Regions from separate parts of the Sus scrofa genome. Here regions 2 and 3 are each linked to region 1. The links are chromatin contacts, called in public Hi-C and HiChIP or PLAC-seq maps. All regions are on one chromosome and are shown on one strand. The core of a region is the stretch at or near the end of the contact, and the rest is flanking DNA. Distances in the headings are between cores, read along the strand shown.

Evidence for each region. A called contact is a pair of places that touch in the nucleus more often than the background predicts. HiChIP or PLAC-seq counts read pairs in DNA pulled down with a chosen protein or histone mark.
Region 2: a Hi-C map of retroperitoneal adipose tissue shows a contact between it and region 1, with 1.7 times the contacts expected there. The contact joins the enhancer-like site here to the promoter of FOSL2 in region 1. A contact is called at or near these places in 3 of 5 promoter capture datasets (fetal skeletal muscle, liver and skeletal muscle), 1 of 47 Hi-C or Micro-C datasets (retroperitoneal adipose tissue) and 1 of 2 datasets of contacts at active chromatin or transcription factors (skeletal muscle).
Region 3: an H3K27ac HiChIP or PLAC-seq map of skeletal muscle shows a contact between it and region 1. The contact joins the enhancer-like site here to the promoter of FOSL2 in region 1. A contact is called at or near these places in 3 of 5 promoter capture datasets (fetal liver, fetal skeletal muscle and liver), 3 of 47 Hi-C or Micro-C datasets (embryonic fibroblasts, heart right ventricle and omental adipose tissue) and 2 of 2 datasets of contacts at active chromatin or transcription factors (alveolar macrophages and skeletal muscle).

The regions. Positions count from the first base shown.
Region 1 is chr3:110,841,435-110,844,212 of Sscrofa11.1, forward strand. It overlaps FOSL2 (FOS like 2, AP-1 transcription factor subunit), which reads right to left and starts at 1,469. Exons shown (of 4, transcript NM_001315740.1): 1 at 1,315-1,469. The coding sequence starts at 1,416.
Region 2 is chr3:110,985,583-110,988,282 of Sscrofa11.1, forward strand. The region is part of intron 10 of BABAM2 (BRCA1-A complex subunit BRE); the gene reads right to left. Among named protein-coding and RNA genes, the nearest start is that of FOSL2, 140 kb to the left of the region's middle. Within about 2 kb of position 1,274, at least 8 of the 83 cell types and tissues checked have an H3K27ac peak or open chromatin away from gene starts, as enhancers often do. A contact at or near this core is called in retroperitoneal adipose tissue and skeletal muscle, where this site is marked.
Region 3 is chr3:111,082,053-111,084,752 of Sscrofa11.1, forward strand. All of the region lies in intron 7 of BABAM2 (BRCA1-A complex subunit BRE), which reads right to left. Among named protein-coding and RNA genes, the nearest start is that of FOSL2, 240 kb to the left of the region's middle. Within about 2 kb of position 1,324, at least 3 of the 83 cell types and tissues checked have an H3K27ac peak or open chromatin away from gene starts, as enhancers often do. A contact at or near this core is called in skeletal muscle, where this site is marked.

The sequences.
Region 1 (2,778 bases), core at 219-2,718:
CCCTCAATGCACCAACCAGGTTCTCTACAGTGGGGTGCTAAAGGGGACACCGGGGCAGGTAAAAAGAAGACACAGAAAAGCCATTTTAAGGACTCACCAGGTATGGGGAACCACTTTGGAATAAGAGACCCCTCTTCAGATACCAAAGAGAGCCCCCTTTCCATTTTATTCTCCCTCAGGGTCCCTCCTCCCCAGAAGTCCACCCCAGGCCCTCCTGGTTGGCTGGCTTATAGAAGCCAAAGCCATCATCATCTTACCAGCGCAACTCGAGACAGCCAACTTGCCTAGAGACTCTGCAGATCCTGACCGAGGCGGGCTTCAGGTTCCAGCAACCTTGTTGGTTAAGCCAGCTCCCTCCCAAGAGTGGGGGTCGGGGGGTGGGGGGGAGTGGTGGCTGCAGAGGGCAGGCACCCCACGAACACCACCAACCCAGCAGCACCTTTCTGGTATTTATTCCGGTATTTATAGACACACAGATCTCAGGCAAAATCCCTCTGGTGCAAACCAGTCCGCCTGCTTTAGAAACAAGTTGTTTTCCGGCTTCCAGAACCACCCAGGAGCCTAAGCGAGGTCTCATCCACCGCCCCCACCGCCCCCCCACCGTCCCCTCTCTGCAGGCGTCCTGGCCCCAGATATTCCCAGACCCCCAAGGCGCCCCTTCTGGTCGGCTGTGCAGGCTCCTTCTGTGACCCTAACAGGAGATGGATGGGCGCGGGGGAGAAAGGCGCAGCCTGAGCCAATCAAGGCTGACCTCCTCCTTCCTGACCTTCGCACCTGATTCCCAGAGCGACAACCCTCGCCCTCGCTCCGGATTACTTGAAGGAGCCCATTTTTCCCAGTCCCCAAGTTCTTTCAGAAATGAACGAAGACCGAAGGAGAGAGGGCTTTTTCGCAGGAATAAGGTCCCTGGATGTCGGGAGGTGCCCGTGGGTGCAAAGATTTTTTTTGGAGGGGGGTCTAACCACGGGGTTCCTGCGAGAGAGGTACAGGGTCCTGGGGAAAAGGCCCTGCAATTCCAGGAGCTTGTCTGTATAGGATGTAGTGTGAAGGCGAGGGTTTGTTGGCTCTCCAGCCCACTCGCCGCTCTAGTTTAAAAAAAAAAAAAAAAAAAAAAAGTGTTGGCGGGGGATGGGGGAAGGTTAAAGGAGGTGTCAGGAGGACAAGATGAAAATCTAGAACTTACAATGGAGGCCGCAAGAATTTTCTCGCCAAATCAAGAAAGGGAAAAGAAAGGGGGGGAAAAAAGGCAGTCCTGGCGAGAGGAAGGCGGGGGGTCCACCCGCGGCGCCAGGTGCACCCGGGGCCCGCACCTACCTGCTGGCCGCCGCCGCCGCTGGAGTAGGACTCGGCGTGCGCAGGAGAGCCGCTGCTGCCCCGGGACGAGGTGTCAAAGTTCCCGGGATAATCCTGGTACATGATCCGCGGTGGGGGCCCGAGAGGAAACAGGGTGTTTTTCTTCCCCCGCCCTCGCCGCGGCCGCGCACCGGCAGCTGCGCGCTGGCTCCCTGCCGGCCGCGCCTGGGGCTCTAAGCGTCGCTCCCGGGCTTCTCCCCCTCGGCGGCGGCACTCCGAGAACAGTGCCCCCCGAGCGCCGAGCGCTGCACTTCTTTCCTGCTCTACGAGCGCCGCGGGACCAGTTGTCCACCCGGTCCCTCCCTCTAAAAAGTCCGCGCGTCCCTCGGTCCCTCCCCTGCGCGCGCCCTCCTGCCCCCGCGCGCAATCAGAGCCCAGCCGGGACCGCCGGCTCAATCAAAAATTGGAAATTAAAAAAAGAATAGGAGCCCGGCGAGTCAAGCCTGCCAGGTCTGGGGGCCCCCAATTTCAGACAGGGCAAAAAAGGAAGAAAAAAAAAAAAAGGCGAAAAGAAAGGCTGCCCGCTTGGAGAAACTTCTATTTCCTCCTTTTAGAAAAGGAGCTGAGAATAAACTTCCTGTGGCCGACTCGCCGCCGGAGTTTCGAGCGGCAGGGACACTTGATTAGGTGAAGGCAGCCCGCCCCGCGGCCCGTGGGGTTCCAGCTGAGCTGACGCGGAGAGGGACGCGGGCCCGCTCCCCTTGCGGCGGCTCCGGCGCCCGGACCTGCACCCCTTCCCCGGCGCCCGCTCCCGGACGGGCCCGCCTCGCCCGTCCGCGCCTCTCTCTCTCCCTCTCTCTGTCCCCGCCGAGCGCCGCTTGCTTGCTCGCTGGTTCGCTCGGAGCCCCAGCGCTCTGCCCGAGATGAGTCACTACAATGGCACGAGTTCAACTCCACTCTTTATTCTCCAGCCCCTGTACCTCACGTCAACCCAAGACTCCACCTTGCGGGAGGAGCGCTAGGGGAGGCGGAGGGAGAGGGCCGAGGAGGAGGAGGGGGAAGAGGAGGAAGAGGCGCGGGAGGAGGCGGGCGCAGCACTCCCCTCCCTGCCCGGGCTCCCGGCCGCGCTGACGCCAGCCGCACACCCTGCGCGAGGAAGGAAGGAGGTGGAGGGGGTGGGAGCGCTGTGAGCGCGGTTTGGGGGACCCGAGGCAGCCCGGCCCTTCCCCACCCCCGCCCACCCCCCTGGGCCCTGCGCCCTTGGTCTGTTCCACCGGCGCCTGTTGCCAAAGATGGTCATTTGCGTTAGAGGACGCGCGTGCGGGTTCCCTCGCTTTCGGGTGACGTGGAGGGAGAGGGATTCCCTCGCCGGCTCCAGAGCGCGCCACGGCCTCCCTACTTCTCCACCGCCCTGGGAAGGGGCGCGGGGCGGGGCCCCCGAGAGCGGCCACGCGGGCCCCTGCGCAGGGTTTTAGAAAATAATCA
Region 2 (2,700 bases), core at 24-2,523, 140 kb after region 1:
GGAACCTCCATATGCCGCTGGTGCGGCCCTAGAAAAGGCAAAAAAACAAAAATAATAACAATAATAATAAAAGAATAAATAAATAATAAAAAGAGAGTAGTAGATACTCACTAACATCCATTCTCTTTCTCACTCAAAAGAAGTCTGATTTTTAGCTGGGCATTTGCTGCCCCAGCTAAAGCACCACTTTCCCCAGTCTGCCCTGGCTCACATGCTGAGGCCCTATGAACTATGAACTAAGTTCTAGAACCAGCACATGTAATTCAAAATGGTGCATGAGACTTCCTGAAAGTCTCAGTAAGTGAGGAGGTTTGTACCTGCCTTCTATCTTGTTTCAATTCTGCCACTTGGATTATGGATGTGAAGGCTGGAAATCCAACAGCTTTCTGGGACAATAAGCCAGAAAGCCACACCCAAGGAATGATGGCGTATAAAGCTTGAAGGAATCTGGGTCCTACATGACCTTTGGCCCTGTCATTTCAGCCGTGGACTGCTCACTTATACACAAGAAAGAAATACAATTCCATCTTGCTTAAACCATCGTTTTTCAAGCATCTATTCCTACTTCATCATGATAACACATGGTCTGTGCGGCACTATCGCATCTGCCCTGACTCCCTTTCTTTTTTTAAAAATTTGTTTAATTAATTAATGAATTAATTAATTTGTCCTTTTAGGGCTTACCTGCAGCATATGGAAGTCCCCAGGCTAGGGGTTGAATTGGAGCTGCAGCCACAAACCTACACCACAGCCATAGCAACTCCAGATCCAAGCTGCCTCTGTGACCTACACCACAGCTCATGGCAACGCCAGATCCTTAACCCACTGAGTGAGGCCAGGGATCAAACCCATGTCCTCATGGATACTAGTCAGATTTGTTACTGCTGAGCCCGACAGAAACTCTCAGGAGGGCGTCTCTTTCTATTTCTTTCTCATATATATATAACAGTGAAGTTCTCTCTGTGTCACATATCACTTTGTGCCTTGCAAACAGTAAGCAAGTTCATAAAATATTTGTTTAAAAAATGCATTTCATTGTTCTTCAGCTTTTTCTCATCAACTAGACCAAGGGTTGGCAAACTTCTTTTGTAAACAGCCAGAGAGTAAATATTTTAGGCGTTACCATTTTTGTTACATATTCTTCTTCTTCTTTTTTTCCCCTAACAACCCTTTACAAACAGAAAAACCATTCTGAGCTCAAGGGCCATATAAAAATAGGCTGAGGGTGGAGTTTGGCCCATAGGCTGTAACCAGCTGACCCTTGTGTGAGGCTCTAAGTGTCTTAAGGTCAAGTTTTGTTATTTACTTATATCCCCGGGGACCTAGCACAGTACTGAGTACACAGCATGTTCTCAGTAAACTCAGTACCCAGTTAAATTGGGTTAAATTGATTGGATTACGGGTAGAGAAGAGAAAAAAATGAAATGGAACAGCTAAAGTGGTCAGATTTGGTCTAACTTTTCTTTTTTAGGGCTGTACCTGTGGCATGTGGAAATTCCTGGGCCAGGGGTTGAGTATGAGCTGCAGCTGCCAGCCTACGCCACAGCCACACTGGATCTGAGCCGCATCCATGACTGCAGCTTGCAGCAACACCGGATCCTTAACCCCCTGAGCGAGGCCAGGGATCAGACCCCATCCTCACGGACTCTGTGTTCGGTTGGTTCTTAACCTGCTGAGCCACAACGGGAACTCCTGATCTAATAGTTATTTTGCTGGGGGGAGAAAGCCGACGGTCCAGGGAGGATGACTCAAAGGTCATTTACTAAGGAGATACAGGAAATGGGAAAACACAGCTTCTCATTCGTCCCGATCGCAATACCTTCCACTTCCAAGCAGTAGTGCTGTGACCTTACGCTGCTGCCCTCCTTACGGTGGGGCTAACTGGGGCCCATGAAAAAGAGCCAGTTTCCCCTGGTGGCTGCCTTCGTTCCGTGCCTCGCTATCTGGTTCTCTTGTCCCCTGGCATTCCAAAAAGCTGCTGGCCTAAAGACGGCATCTCCCTCCAGAGGTGAAAACAGCCTGGCAAATACAGAGTTACCCACATAACCACTGCAAACAATTCTTAGATGATGGCCAGGAAACCTTCCCCATAACAGTTTCTAAATGGGGGCAAATCCCTGATTCTGCGGTGGTTCCAAAGGTTGCAACATGTTGACATGGACGAAGGAAGGAGAGAAGGAATAAATGGAGGAAAAGACTCCATGGCCACCGTCACGGCCGCAGCTCCCACACCTGGGACTGCCAGCATGCCAGGAAGTTGCAGTGTCTCCCGAGAGATCCAGAATATGTTCAACGCTTCCCCTAGGGCACTCCTGCTTCCGCACACTCTGGCAAAGTCTGAGGTCAGAGCCACTGGCCTCAGGGAACCGTGCTTCTTCCGTGTAGCCTCCCCAGTGCTCGGAGTGACCGCCAGCACCTGCCCTCTGGTCTTCCAGGGCCTGGGCAGAGTGGAGGGCTGGGGACAGCAGAGATGTTATTTGGGGTCCTGCCAGGTCTTCCATCTCCAAGGAGCGGGGAGCCAGCCACAGACGTCTGGCTCCAGCTCCTCCTTCGTCCTTTTTTATGTTCCTGCGATCTCAGAATCAGGCACTGCGATGTTCTAACCTTAAGACTCTCCACCCCAGAGTCATCGCCCCATCTTCAGGGAAAGAAGAAAGGGAACGAGAAGTCTCTTGTGGGTTGTGACCAAGCAAAGAGATG
Region 3 (2,700 bases), core at 74-2,573, 240 kb after region 1:
CTCGGCATGCGTTTTCTTTAAAACCTACATAGCAAAACCCCATGTCGCAGGCATCTTTAAAGACCCTAAACACTATCCACCTGTCATTCATTAATCAATAACTATTTCACCCACTCCAGCTACCTTCCAAGGCCCCCTATTTTCTTTAAAAGAGTCAGAACCCTGGGCGCTATTCGCAGGAGGCTCCCACCCAAAACTGTAATGGGCAAGGGCAGTGAGTAGTGAGAGGTTTTTCCTCATCGCCACAGTCCTGTTTGCTAAAGATTCTTTTCCCTCCAATATGATAAAGAAAAGTTTAAGATGATAAGCTCCAGTTAGTTCAGTTCCCATGTTTTACAGGTAAGAGAACTGGAAGCCAGCCAGGCAAGATGACTTACTAACCAAAAGCCACACGGCTCCACTTAGAAGTAGCCACCAGGGCTACGACCCAGTCCTCCTGCCTTCCGAGCCCGGTCCTCTTTCCCCAGGTCTCCCTGCCTTTCCAAGCGAGAAGCACCGCTCCTTCCAAGCCGCTTTCTAACTGCTTGGCACGGGTGGTGGCTTTGAACAGGCCCTTCTCTGACAGCCACTCAGGCGCTTACCCATTGCTCTTGGCTAATTTACCCTGGTTCAGCTAAGGTACAGGCTCAAACTTGCATCAGGGCATTTGCCGAAAGATCCATGGTCTTTGGACCAAAGAGAAAGGAGCTCCTTTCTGGGGATTGTCAGGAAAAAGAAATCGCTGTCCGCCAGCTTCCCTCCTTTCCCACTGTGTCACCCTGTGTCCAAGACACTCTTTGGTTTGTCCTATAAGCCCTGCAAATGGCACCCTTTGCCCAGGAGGAAGCTATTCTGTGGGCTAGTAGGTGGAACACGAGCCTGAGTCGGAGAAGGCTGGATGTTAATTTCCCTCTACTTTTTCCTTGCGGTGTAAGTTACTTAGCTTGTCTGGCCAGCAGTCCCTTCACCTATAAAACAGAAAACATCACGGGGCTCTTGCCAGGACGAAATGAGATCATATATTTAAAGCTCCCAGGTCAGTGTCTGGTTCACACGAGCTCCTCAAAGAAACGCGTTCCTTTCTCCCTTCTTCTTTTGCTGTTACTGCTAAGATTTTGGACACATGATTTAACTAGTTCACCTCCCCTACATAATGGAAGATAATATATGCTTTTGACGAAAAGACACTACATAAAACAAAATATGATTATTAACCATCAAGATGAACACCTGAAGGCATTAATTCGCTTTATAAAATGTGCAAAGGTACCAGTTCACTAATAAGTACGTTATGGCAGGAGCCTGTCCTAGGGTGCCAATTTGGTGAAGGAAGACATAGGCCAGGGCCCAAGTGCCAAGCACACTGACTAGAGCAGCCAGAGACGGAAGCTTAGTTCTCTACTAGGGGTGTTTAGGGCTGAAGCAAAAATCCAAAGAAGTTCAAGAGCGAGGGCTAGGCAGAGCTAAAGGAAGCAGGGGCAGCACAGGCAGTCCCCGAGGCCCTCGAGGGAAGAGCATGAGGAGCCTGGGCCCCAGAGGACTGCGTTCTAGCTCCAGACCTGCCGGGAAAGGGTCCTTTAAGGTATCTGAGTCCTGATTTTAACTCCGAAAAATGGGGATAGCCATACCTGTCTCACTAGCCTACAAAGCTAAGAGCAGAGGATGCACTTCTAAAGTAGTGAGTACAAAAAGGAAAAAGAGAAAAACGAAACAAAGAGGAAAAAATAAAATAAAATATTGAGTGCAATATGCATGCAAAGTGAAAATACTGTTCCTAAGCCAGCAAGGGTGATGACAAGACAGGAAGATGGAAGTCACTGCCCTGACTAGAGGACACCAAGGCACGATGCCAAGGAAGTACCAAGGAAGGGCTGAGTACTAGGTACCCAGTGCCTGCCAGGTCGACCCTAATCCACCAGGCCAGGGGACAGGGCCGGTGACAGACAGGCATCATAAACACTTATGTTAGAGTCAGCCTACGTTCAAAAAAGACAATAAAAACACAACAACAGTACTCTTACCATGCTTGTCTCTAGAACAGCGCAAGGGGTCTAGAAGTTTCTCAATTCCTATCTTTACTGGAAGAAGTGACAAATGATACAGAAATGCAATTCATACTCAAGAACCTAGATTATGGAGAAATGAGCTTTTGTGGACTGGCCCCCTGTCTGGTTGGCAGCCAGTGGGCTTTCTCTGGGTGACATAGGGCCCTCACGGACGACTTACAGGGACAGGGCATTTATTGCAAGGACACTTGAGACTATCAGGAAGCAAAGAAAGTACTCTACCCACTCGGCATTCACCGGCTCCACAGTTCCCCCGGGGAGTGGGTTTCGTAAGCAATACAGGAAAGTTGCTTCCCGCGGATCCAGATAACAAACCAGAGCTGAACCACAGCTCTGCTGTCATTTCCCTGCATTTATACCTTGTAGAGAGGAGACAGGCCTCAGCTTTGTTTGGGGCCTCTTGGTGTATGGACTTGTACTGGGAGGGATCCGGTCACAGGACTTGAACTGGGCTCCCTGCCCTCCCCCAACTCAGCGAGCTGTACAAGTGACAGCCACTGCGGAGAAAGAAAAAGGGCTGAGTTCTCGCCCTGAGAATGCGGTGATATGCACGGCAGGCACCATGGCTTGCGTCTACCCCGTTTCCTTGGTAACCTAACTATGTACTGAATGGTTTCCATGGCAAAACGTGTCCCAGAGTCCAAAGAATCAACAT